Regions from separate parts of the Hordeum vulgare genome. Here region 2 is linked to region 1. The links are chromatin contacts, called in public Hi-C maps. All regions are on one chromosome and are shown on one strand. Each heading gives the region's core, a stretch centred on a gene start, on an enhancer-like site or on the middle of the called end of the contact. The rest is flanking DNA. Distances are from core to core; before and after follow the strand shown. Region 1 holds the start of LOC123444313 (NADP-dependent malic enzyme). Region 2 holds the start of LOC123444314 (ribose-phosphate pyrophosphokinase 3, chloroplastic-like).

What was found. Hi-C and Micro-C count contacts between places; a contact is called where the count stands out from the background.
Region 2: a Hi-C map of seedling shows a contact between it and region 1, with 4 times the contacts expected there. The contact joins the promoter of LOC123444314 here to the promoter of LOC123444313 in region 1. A contact is called at or near these places in 2 of 6 Hi-C or Micro-C datasets (leaf and seedling).

The regions. Positions count from the first base shown.
Region 1 is chr3H:467,599,172-467,605,218 of MorexV3_pseudomolecules_assembly, forward strand. LOC123444313 (NADP-dependent malic enzyme) reads left to right here and starts at 2,818. Exons shown (of 19, transcript XM_045120998.1): 1 at 2,818-3,257; 2 at 3,952-4,072; 3 at 4,144-4,218; 4 at 4,316-4,467; 5 at 4,547-4,652; 6 at 4,808-4,873; 7 at 4,959-5,054; 8 at 5,141-5,212; 9 at 5,334-5,417; 10 at 5,602-5,700. The coding sequence starts at 3,100.
Region 2 is chr3H:467,863,596-467,869,642 of MorexV3_pseudomolecules_assembly, forward strand. LOC123444314 (ribose-phosphate pyrophosphokinase 3, chloroplastic-like) reads left to right here and starts at 3,753. Exons shown (of 7, transcript XM_045120999.1): 1 at 3,753-4,350; 2 at 5,082-5,397; 3 at 5,496-5,591; 4 at 5,690-5,758; 5 at 5,861-5,989. The coding sequence starts at 3,995.

The sequences.
Region 1 (6,047 bases), core at 1,568-4,067:
GCCATGGAAAACCCGGCCCAGATGGCCCGCCTGACCCGACCCATAATTTCTGAGTTGGGCCAGGCCGGGCCTAGCCCTCAATATGCACTCCGAACAACAACTCCGGCTAGGCCCGGGATTCAATTTTAGCCCAAAATTAGGCCCAACCCGCCCCGAGCGTCTCTTATAGCGAGGGAGGACGTGTGGCCGATGGGAAGCAGAGCAGTACAAGAGCGGCCCAGTCCCCATCACGATGGTGTTGTAGAAATTACATGTGTTGTATACAAAAATCTTCTATTGTTTGCATATGATGCATTTGTAATATGTTGTTGTACTGTTGTGTGTATGGTGCAGTTTGATCATGTTGAAGAGGAGAATTAGAAGGGCCAGAGGGTGATGAACCAGATTACCACCCAAAGAATTAGAAGGGTTGATGTGCATGCGGATCCTCCTCATACTAGGTATAAATGTGCATACTAAAAAGAAGCATAAGAGCCATCAAGCGACAATGAATAACTTTCTCTTAAAATCTGAAACAAATGATGATGGAACAACTGCATTAAAAAATGGTAGATTTGATGTTTAAGTTGCTAGGAATTTAATCTATATTTATCTTGTGTTCGGTCATCATCCATTTACGACAGTTGAAGAAGATGGATTTAGAACAATGATGTCTGCTTGTTGTGCATAATTCAAGTCTATTGGTGACACATGATAAAAAGAGAGATAATGGCAATGTTTCTTAGCCAGAAAAATGAATTGATGGAAACTATTCTTGCTTTCCCTGATAGAGTTAGTTTCATATGCATACTTGCCTTTTAACGCATTAATCTTGTTAAAAGTACAACGACTTCTTTATCGAATGGGTACGGTAGTGGCATACATGTCAATTAGAATTTAGCAACAAGTGGATCCTCAAGCACTTGTGGACTTGGTGCCTTTTCTGACTATGATCAGTATGTGGAAACCACTGGCTCACTTGAAGAGAAATCTGAATTGAAATTGTTCTTGACCGAACCTGCGAAGAGGTTAAATGAAAATGTCAATATCTCAATTTTTTGGAGTAAGTCTCCAGATAGGTATCCGTAGCTAGCAAGAATGGCATGTGATATCCTTGCAATTCCTATGTCAAGTGTTGCTTCAGAATCTGCTTTTAGCTTGAGTAAGAAGGTTATAACCCTGAACCAAAGCTCACTTAAACCAAAGATTCTTGAGGCCTTAATGTGTTTGCGGGATCGTTGAAAACTATAGAAAAAGAAGGTATGAACGGTAATCTTGTTTGCTTCACGTTCTTATTTATATGTTTTACTTGCAAATGATTATTAACCCAATCTATTGTTACGGATAATAAGAGAAAGACAGGAGAAGTGATTGCGCTACATAATGATGAAGATTAATCTTCTTGAGATGGAGAATGTAATATCTCTATTTTTTTGTTCATGTCAATTATCAATTTGTACCTTATATATACTAACAACTAACTTTCTGTTCATCTCATCGTGTAGAGTTGTTGCTAGACTAGAGCAACGAGAAGAGTAGAAGATTGGGAGAAGCCATGACGAGATGGCAGCCAACTAACAACTAGTCTTTATTTTGGTTGACGTAATAATATTCATGCACTTGCCTTCGTCGAAACTTGACCGTTTAGATGTTGTCGTCGGAACTAGAACATTTAGATGTCGATGCGCTATTGTTTTTCCTATAAAATTGTGTTATTGTGTTATCAAAAACTAGCGATGTTCTGTTGTTGTTTTGTTGTCTTTTTAGTACTGCTATTTGTTGTTGTTTGATGTAAAACTTGTGTTGTAATGCAGTTATACCGCTGATAAGTGATATATATGCATATGTTTTGTTGTTTTTGTTGTTTTATTGCTTCTGTTGGACATAATTTTTTATTGCTTATGTGAGGACGTCGGCCATGCTTCGTTTTCTTGGACTTTGCCTCGGCCAGACTCGGGTCTTGGAAATGTAGAAATTTGTCGTGTCAAGATGAGATTGAACCTGTCCTGCGGACATCGAAATCTTTTTGGCCTAGCCAAGAGTCCTGCCTGATCTGAGATATAGCCAAATATACTCGCGCCTAGCACATCCAACCATAGCTTCGAAGAAGGTCTTCCAACCTCAACCACGGTACACATCACGCTATAAGAAAACTAAAGCAACTACTCAAACCTAGCCCAACTAGCCATAGCTCTGAACAAGATCTCCCAATTTCTTGAATTGATCAATGCTTGCTTCTACTCGTGCTTTTATTCGATCTTGTGTAAGACTCGCTTTACAGATAATGTGGATTCATCAAAAACAAATACAAAAACACGTTACTTGTAGCTTAAACCTCTATTAAAAAAAAGCATAACCTATCCATCCTAGCAATAGAAAGCATGAAGTAGGATGTAGATGTGTGTGTTTATAGAATGATTGTATGTTCGTGTATGTGAGTAGTTTTGATTGTAATGTGTTAAAAATAATAACAGAAAACGTGCCAAAAACAGTACCATAACGGCTGAGTTTATAAAAAAAAAAAAGTGTAAAATCAGATCATTTCACAGCCAAAAAAAAAAAAGCAGATCATTTACCAAAACCCATTTTTGCAGGGATCATTTACCGAAAACCTCGATTCGTGGCACAACCAAACGGCGCGAGGCAAAGCAGACGCAAACCAACCACGTTTCAAGCTTCCACTTGTTTCCCTCCTCCCCGCTCCACCCCTTCCGCCGCCGGGGCGAGGCGCCTCGCCGTCGCTGTCAGGGCGGTGGCCGGCGGGGCCCGCTCGGCAGCGGCCATGCGCGCCCGCTTCCTCCCGGTAATCCCCCACTCCCCCGCCCCCTCCTTCGGTCCACCCCTAATTGCTGCCTTGGGTCGATCGACGATAATATATTTGCTCCCGGCTAACCGCACCACCACCTTTGATATTATACACCATTGCTCCATCACCAGCTACTAGCGCGGCAGTGGCAGTGGCGATACCAGGGGAGCAGCTCAAGCGGTGCGCGGAGGGGTTGCTGCGGGTGCCACCTGTGCGGGGAAACGCGGAGGGGGCTAGCGGCGGCGGCGGCGAGGTGGTGGCACGCTGGTAGGAGGGGGTTCGTGGCATCGGCGGAGTCTGGGGCGAAGGGGGAGATGGAGAGCACCATGAAGGAGATACGGGGATGCGGGGCGCCGTGCGTGCTGGACATGGACGACGCGGCCACGGTGGGCGGCGGCGTCGAGGACACCTACGGCGAGGACCGCGCCACCGAGGAGCAGCTCGTCACGCCGTGGACCGTCTCCGTCGCGAGGTGAGCGTCCGAGTCGGAGGGTTTCTTCGCTTGGTTCATTTTTAAGGATAAGCTTTCTGATCCGCTAGGTAGGTGTTTCTGTTTCTTCCCTGAGACAAACGATTTAGTAGGAGGTTATGGCGTTTTGTGTCTTCTGGTTATCGGAATTTCGGACAGTTTAATCAATTCTCAGTTGCCAACTTTTCAGAAATTTCAGTCACCTAATATCGCAGTATTGAACTTGAAAGTGTGCAATTTCAGAAGAGAAAAGCGCAGTTGCAATTTTACTCTTAAAGTTATGTATGATGGTCGGATGCTTCAAAAGATGACTAGGGTGAAATAAAAAGTCATGCAACTTAGAAATAGACAAGTCCTAACAAAATCTGCTGAAGGAATAGTTACTGGTGTTTTTTATCCTACTAGGTGGTTACTGACGACAATTGACAGGGAAAAGGTTTTAAAACATGATGCTTCGTGTTTTCATATGAAACTGTGATATGTTTCGATTTTGTATACCTGAGGTCGCCAAACTGATTTGGTCTTAAGTACGTCGTAGTTGACACTAGACAATAGTACTTCGCCTAATATCATAAAACTGACATGATAGAATTGGAGTCACTTACCAATGGAAATGCATGTTCATCCGTACGGAAGGCGAAATTAGTGGCTATATATATGCTCAAATGGGAATTCTGACTTGTTTGGTGTGTGGCAGCGGTTACAATTTGCTGAGGGATCCACGCTACAACAAGGGGCTTGCCTTCACAGAGAAGGAGCGCGAAACACACTACCTTCGTGGCCTTTTGCCACCAATAGTCATATCCCAGGAGCTCCAGGTCTGAAAATCGTCGATTCTTAATTTCATGTGTGGGCTCATCTCTGATTCAGTGCACTCTGATATTATCAGGAGAGGAAGATCATGCATAATATCCGCCAGTACCAGCTACCTCTGCAGCGTTATATGGCTATGATGGACCTTCAAGTAACTGTTCACCATTTTTTCATAGCTTCTATAGTATGGTGTAGCTGATTTGAGCGATCTACTTTGTGTTACACTGTTATTTGAATTCATATTGCAGGAGGGGAATGAGAGGCTTTTCTACAAGCTCCTCATTGACAATGTTGAGGAGCTGCTTCCTATTGTGTACACTCCAACTGTTGGTGAGGCCTGCCAAAAGTATGGGTCTATATTTAGTCGTCCACAGGGTCTATACATCAGCTTGAAAGAGAAGTAAGTTTTGCTTCATGGATTTGTTCGTTGAGGTTCAATCTACTGTTCATGTTCATATAGAATTTTGCTGTCTGTGTAGGGGAAAGATCCTTGAGGTGCTGAAGAACTGGCCTGAGAGGAGCATTCAGGTTATTGTCGTTACTGACGGTGAACGTATTTTGGGGCTTGGAGATCTTGGATGCCAGGTATTTTCCCTTTATGTGTCTTGAAAATTTGTGATGTTCGCCGACTTGTTCCTATCTCTTCCAGCTCTAGGCCTTATGGGGGCGCACTTGTAAAGAAAAATATATGGTGAACTGCCTCTCAAGCTCTTGTGCTGAATGCAATATTTTATATGCAGGGAATGGGGATTCCTGTTGGTAAGCTTTCCCTTTACACTGCTCTGGGAGGGGTTCGTCCATCTGCTGTAAGTTGTCAACTATACCTACCTTTTTTTCTCAGACTGCCGTTTCTTGGTTGCATGAACTAACATGTTATTGGTATTCCTGAAGTGCTTGCCAATCACATTGGATGTTGGTACAAATAACGAGGAGCTTCTGAAGGATGAATTTTACATTGGCTTGAGGCAAAGAAGGGCCACTGGCCAGGTTGGACGACGACATTCTCTTCTGCCTGTATTAACTCATTCTAGTCACCACCTGAAATACTTAATTGCTCTTTTTTGTCCTATCAGGAGTATGCTGATTTTCTGCATGAATTTATGGCTGCTGTGAAGCAAAACTATGGGGAGAAAGTTCTCATTCAGGTACCCGACATGCTAAGAAAAGCTATATTTGGAACAAAGTTTGGGAGCAGAAAATACATGCTGGTGCGAAGTGACTTGCCTCATATTTATTATAACGAGTTAATGCCTTCTTATCATGCAGTTTGAGGATTTTGCAAATCACAATGCCTTTGATCTTCTTGCAAGATACGGAACAACCCACCTTGTATTCAATGATGACATTCAGGTACTGTAACTGAAATGACTGCTATCTTGGTTGTGATACAGTAAATTGTAAATGCAGTATTTATAAAATATGATTAAATGTGGCATGGAGTTGCCCTTTATTTTTGTTGTCTGTACAAATGTTAACTGGGGGTTGAGGCTTATTTGAAGGTACTAATGTTGACTTACTGTTTAACATATTGCAGGGAACAGCTTCGGTGGTCCTTGCCGGGCTTGTTGCAGCACTGAAATTAGTCGGCGGTACATTAGCAGAGCATACCTATCTGTTCTTGGGAGCTGGAGAGGTCTCTTTGAGCTTTCTTGTTCTGACATATCATTACTTTTAGTTCACACTAAGGGATCACTCTTGGTTTCTTTGGCCTCCAATGTTTCCTAAGTTGTTAGGGTATTTGTCTTTTCCCACCAGTAATTTTTAGACATAGCTGAACTGTACATCTTGATTAGCTAAATTCTCCAAATTACAAAGTGCACAATTCAGAATAGTGAATGTGTCCCTTATTTGACTACACAATTTTATGTTTGTGCCAGCTATTTGCAGTTTTGCATTAAAAAAACTTAAAATACTGCATCACTCCAATTTTATCTGATTAGTTCTCCTTTATTTTATGGTTCTAATAAATATAAATATTAA
Region 2 (6,047 bases), core at 2,503-5,002, 270 kb after region 1:
CGCACACAACCACGAGCAAGAGTGTGAAACCATTTCTTAGCATCATCCTTTAGTGTGAATGGAAAAAAGTTTAAATATGTAAATGTAGTGGACCTTTTCCTCATGAGCAAACAAGGTGGCAATATCATGCAATTTGGTAAGGTATGCCACAACAATTTTGGTTTCATAACCATGAACACGATTAGATTCTACTAAGGTAATTAACTCATGATCAACATAGAATTCATAATCCTTATGAGTAACACATATAGGAGAAGTAGCAAACTTATGATCATGTTTCATTTTCTCCATCATAGATTTTTTTTCCAGTTTATATAGTAATTTTCTTAAATAATCTCTACCATAACGGTAATTCATCTAGGAGGGTATGATCTTGGTTCTAGTATCTTTCAGATTCTTCATAGCGGTAATTGGATATCCTCAAGTGAACACAATAAATAGAGTTATGCTCCCGGGCTAGGGCGCCAGAAAATAGTCTTGATAACCCACAAGTATAGGAGATCGCAACAGTCTTCGCGGGTAGTATTACACCCTGATTTATTGATTCGACACAAGGGAAGTCAAAGAATATTTATTGGTCTTGGCAGTTGAGTTTTAAATTCAACCACATCTGGAATTTCTTTCTGCAGCAAAAGTTTAATAGCACAACAAAATAGTAGTAGTAACAGTAAGAGTAAAATTAGTGGTTTTGTAATGATGTAACAATAGCAGCAGCAATAGTAACTTAGCAATGGTCAATATATGAAAAGCGTAGGCATTGGATCATTGATGGATAAGTATATTGGATAACATTCATCATGTAATAGTTACATACTAGAGCGACACAAAACTAGCTCCAATTCATTAATGTAATATAGGCATGTATTTGGTATATAGTCATACATGCTTATAGTAAGAACTTGCATGACATCTTTTGTCCTACCCTCTCGTGACAGCGGGGTCCATAAGGAAACTAAGAGATATTAAGGCCTCCTTTTAATAAAGAATAAGAACAAAGCATTAACACGTGAATACATGAACTCCTCAAACTACGGTAATCGTCGAAAATAACCTCAATTATTGTCACCTTGGGGTATGCGGATCATGACATGTAATAGATGCATATAATTTAAAAGATAGGATCCAAAACACTCTCCTATTCATGAGAACATAATAGGTTCAGATCTGAAATCATGCTTGGACCCTAGTAACAAGCATTAAGCATAGCAACATCAATCTCAAAACATATTGGATACAAGGGACCAAGCCATATCAAAATAACTCGATTACATGATAAATCTTATCCAATCCCATCATTGTCTAGGAAGCCTACAAGAAATTACTCACTCCCGGTGGTGAGCATCATTGAATTGTTGATGGAGAATGGTTGGTGATGACGATGATGACGAATCCCCCTCTTCAGAGCTCCAGACGAATTCTAGATCAGCCCTCCTGAGAAAGAATAAGAGGTGACGACGGCTTCGTCTCGTAAAATGCGATAAAACTTTTCTTTTTATTTTTTCTCGGGGAATAGGAATACATAGGCTTGGAATTAGGGTCAGCAGAGCCACATGGGCCCCATAAGACAAGAGGGCGCACCTTGGCGACAAATGGTGCCCCCCTCCGGTGGATCTTTGTTTCAGTATTTTTTATATATTCCATAAAAGATCTTCAGAAAGTTTCATCCAATTCTGAGAACTTTTATTTCAGCACAAAAACGACACCTTGGTAATTCTACTGAAAACAACGTTATTTTTTATATATTTCATAAAAAATCTCCAGAAAGTTTCATCCAATTGTGAGAACTTTTATTTCTGCACAAAAACGACACCATGGTAGTTCTGATGAAAACAACGTGAATCGGGATTAGTTTCATTTAAATCATGCAAACTAGAGTCCAAAATAGGAGCAAAAGTGTTTGAAAAAGCAGATACATTGAAGACGTATCAGAGACAGTGGCTCGTCCATGTTCGCATCCGCTCCCTGCGACGCCAACGCTTGCCTCTCTCGCTGCCTCCATCGTCGGTCACTCCGGGCAACGTTCTCCGGCTTGCAGGACGAAGCTGATGGACAGGCACACACAACCTCTATCGTGGTTGTTAGGGATGGGCTGGACGACATCTAGGATGGTGGATGGGGATCGACGACAAGGATGGAGAGCAAGGTTGATGGACGATGAGGACTCAGACGCGGAAAAGATTAAAGGAAAAAAGAAAAGAAAAAGAAGGAGAAGAGTTTAATATATTTGATGCAATTTAAGATGAAGTAGATATGTCGGGTCCGATATGACAAATGCATTCAGATATGTCGAGGCCTCTTATATTTACTAGCAAAAGGGTCCGTGCGTTGCAACGGGAGAAAAAAAAATACCACACGCTTTTAGTATTTTTATAATCATTTTGATTTATTAAAATAATAAGCTAACTAACTAATGTAGTCAGTCCTATCCTATTTTGTTGAGAAATCAACCCGTCCATTGTTAATTCCACCATGATGAGAAATTGAGCGGGACAAGCAAAGCAAAACAAAGAGGCTACGTGAATTGATCAATGGACTGTTATCTTATGTCATTCATGGGGTAGAGAATGTGGGATCAGATGACAAACTGAAGGTGGTGTTCCATTCTCTGTCTCTACAACAATACAATCTTACATTCAATACATTCATTCATCAGCAAACAAATCCCCACAAAACAAATATTCTTGTCGGTTCTTGGCACAGGGTTGGAGGCATGGGGAGGGGATCTCACCAGATGATGAGTTCCTGCCGGAGGAGGGGATACGATGAGGGGAGCAAGGGTTAGGCGCCTCTATCTGGCCATAAGGAGTCGCTGTTGCCGCGCCATAACCTCGGAGTTCTCCATGTGAGCCATGGAGGCTCGCCTCCACCTGCAAGTACTTCGCTCCGCCGCGGCGCCGTCGTTATGCATCGAGCAGACGCATCATCCCCAATCAATGTAGCTGTCGCGTTGATTTGATCCAGAAGCTGTGCTCGAGCGCCGAAACGGGGGCAGCAAGCGGGCAGAGGTACGACCGAGGAGGCGGGTGGGTTGAGATCGACAACAGTGGTGGTTGAGGTCGGCCGCGGCGGCGAGTGGTGTGGCAGCAGCCTGGGCACAGGCCAAGGTGGACCAGGGTCGACGTGATGCGCTCGAGCGCCGCAACGGGGGCAGTGAGCGGGGAGAGATACGGTCGCAGAGACGGGTGGGTTGAGATCGGCAACGGTGGCGGTTGTGGTCGGCCGCGACGGCGAGTGGTGTGGCGGCGGCCTGGGCACAGGCCAGGGTGGCCCAGTGTCGACGGGAGGAGGCGATGCGTACGGATATAATTTTTGCAGCGAATCGTTTTTTTCCTTTTACGTTGTAGATAAATGATGGAACGCAGGTTGAATAATAAAAATTACAGATTTTTTTTATAAAAATACCGCGGTGGGTTTCCGACGAAAGCAATAGCCTCTTTATTATTATCTTTATCTTTATCTTTATTATTATTAGAGACTAGAGATTAGAGATTCATATTTTACGTGGATACAAGGGGTGTCAGCCGTCGAGTGTCTCGGGCCGATTTAAGGCTCGTATGGGTCGCTGTTTTTCACCGGTCACTAACCGACCGCGGCGTTTTAAACGGATTTGAGACGTCCGGCCCTAACAAGAAATTTGATCGCCAAGCTCGATTTAAACGGACAAGAAGCAAAGATGACACGGATCTAAACAAGTCAGGACAAGGAAACGTCGTTTCGGATCCTTATCGGCTGACCATGACCACACCCACCGGCACTCCGGCAGGCATACGCCATCGTCCCCAGTCGTGAGCCCGCCCTGGACTGCACCTACCCACCGTCTGCCGCCGGTGCGCCCACGCCGCTCTGCCCAACCCCGCGACATTTCTCGCTCACGGTAAACCAACAGCCGTCGTAGTACATAAAGCACCGGGCGCACCTCCCCAGCTTCTCACCTGCCACATCAGAACCAGTCTCGTCCCCTCCCGGCGCGCGTGACAGGCGAAGCAGACCGAAGATGGCAACGGCCGCCTCCGCCTCCGCCTCCCCCGCCGCCCTCCGCGCCAAAACCCCAGCCCCGACCGCGCACCCAGGCCCGAAACCCAGCCTCGCATTCCCGTGGCCTTCCCCCGGGGCTTCCGCCTCCGCCTCCGGCAGGCTCCACGCCAGCCTCCACCTCGGCGGGGTCCGCAGCAACGGCACCGGCCTCCACGTGCTGCACCCCGACGTCACGCCGCTGGCCGTGCCGAAGATGGCCGGCGGCGCGGGGGCGCAGAAGAGCATCCTGCTCTACCACTGCGAGGAGATGGGGGATCTCGCCCGCCAGGTGGCCGCCCGGAACGACGACATCGAGCTCTGCACCATCTCCTGGAGGTCCCGATCGAGCCTCCTCTTCACTCCTACTAGTATTGATTGAGTTGCTTTGTTTTTCTACTTGTTTGTTATTAAGGTGTTTGAATTTTTTATTTGGTGCGTCCGGGATATTGGATTCTCTGGGTACACAATTTGAGCCCCAAGCTTTCAATCTGTCGGAGGGGAGTGTCTCGGTTGCTGCGGTTCAGTGCAGATAGGTGGATGTGCTAACGTTGGCGTGGGCTCGTTTAAACTTGCAGAGTGCATCAGGATGACATTTCTTCCCTAAATTGATGAAAAAATTATGTTAGGGGAAAATGTCCAAAGTGGGCGGAAACATTCTGAAGACGTCCCAATTGATAATTGATGGAGGGGATCTAACCCGACTTTTGTTCAGTAGGCACTTGGGACAACAGAAGCATGTTGCCGACTTACCATCTAGTAGCAACTGATACTAAAACTGATTTAGTAGCATATACTGCATGATTGCTCATGGGCATCATCAAGTACCATTTACCAACTGATACTAAAACTGATTTAGTAGCATATAAGTACATGGTTGCTCATGGGCATCATCAAGGGACGTAGAATTGAAAATGCAAATCATCGCAATGTTCTGATCATCGTAATTTAGGAGTAGGTAGGAACATGGACTTACGGAATACTTTTAAATTTGCCTCTGCAGCAACTTATTTAATGCTAGTAAAACTACACCAAACTTCTCTCACGTTAACTTCTGCTCAATTTTTCAGGAAGTTTCCCGATGGATTCCCAGATTTGTTCATACCAAATGCCCAGAACATTCGTGGGAGACATGTTGCTTTCTTAGCATCATTTAGCTCGCCTGGTGTCATTTTTGAGCAAATATCGATAATATATAATCTGCCAAAGCTGTTCATTGCTTCATTTACTTTGATACTGCCATTTTTCCCAACTGGGACTTCCGAGCGTATGGAAGACGAAGGAGATGTTGCAACTGCCTTTACACTTGCTAGAAGCTTGTCACACATACCAATTTCCAGAGGTGGACCTACCAGTTTAGTGATTTTTGATATTCATGCTTTGCAGGTAAGTGCAATTCGTCCATATCAACCAGTTGACTTCTTCACCTGCTCCCTTAATAAAAAAAATTAATGTGTGTAAACTTGTGTGCAACAATTCATCAGGAAAGATTCTACTTTGGAGACTCAATCTTACCATGTTTTGAGAGCGGCATCCCCTTGTTGAAAAGTAGGTTACAGGAGCTACCTGATTCTGATAATGTAAGTATTCTCAAGTCACAAGTAAATGAAGAAAAACAAGTTTTCATTGACAGTGTTATATGGTATCATTCTGATACACTCCTTAATATGTCTTTCAGATAGCCATAGCTTTTCCAGATGATGGCGCATGGAAGCGCTTCTATAAGCAACTTCAACATTTTCCTATGGTAAATATGCTCTGTCCAATTACCTCTAAACACCAACAGGAATTGTCATTCTTATCTATTAATTGTATAATGGCTTGTTTCCGCAAAAATGTCTTGAAATAGATTATATGCAACAAAGTTAGAGAAGGTGATCAAAGAATTGTGCGTATAAAAGAGGGAGATGCTAGAGGCCGTCATGTTGTTATAGTGGATGACTTGGTGCAGTCTGGTGGTACTTTGATTGAATGCCAGGTAATGAAATTCGTTTATGGCTTAAAAATCTCCTTCTATTGTGGTGATTAATTGTAGT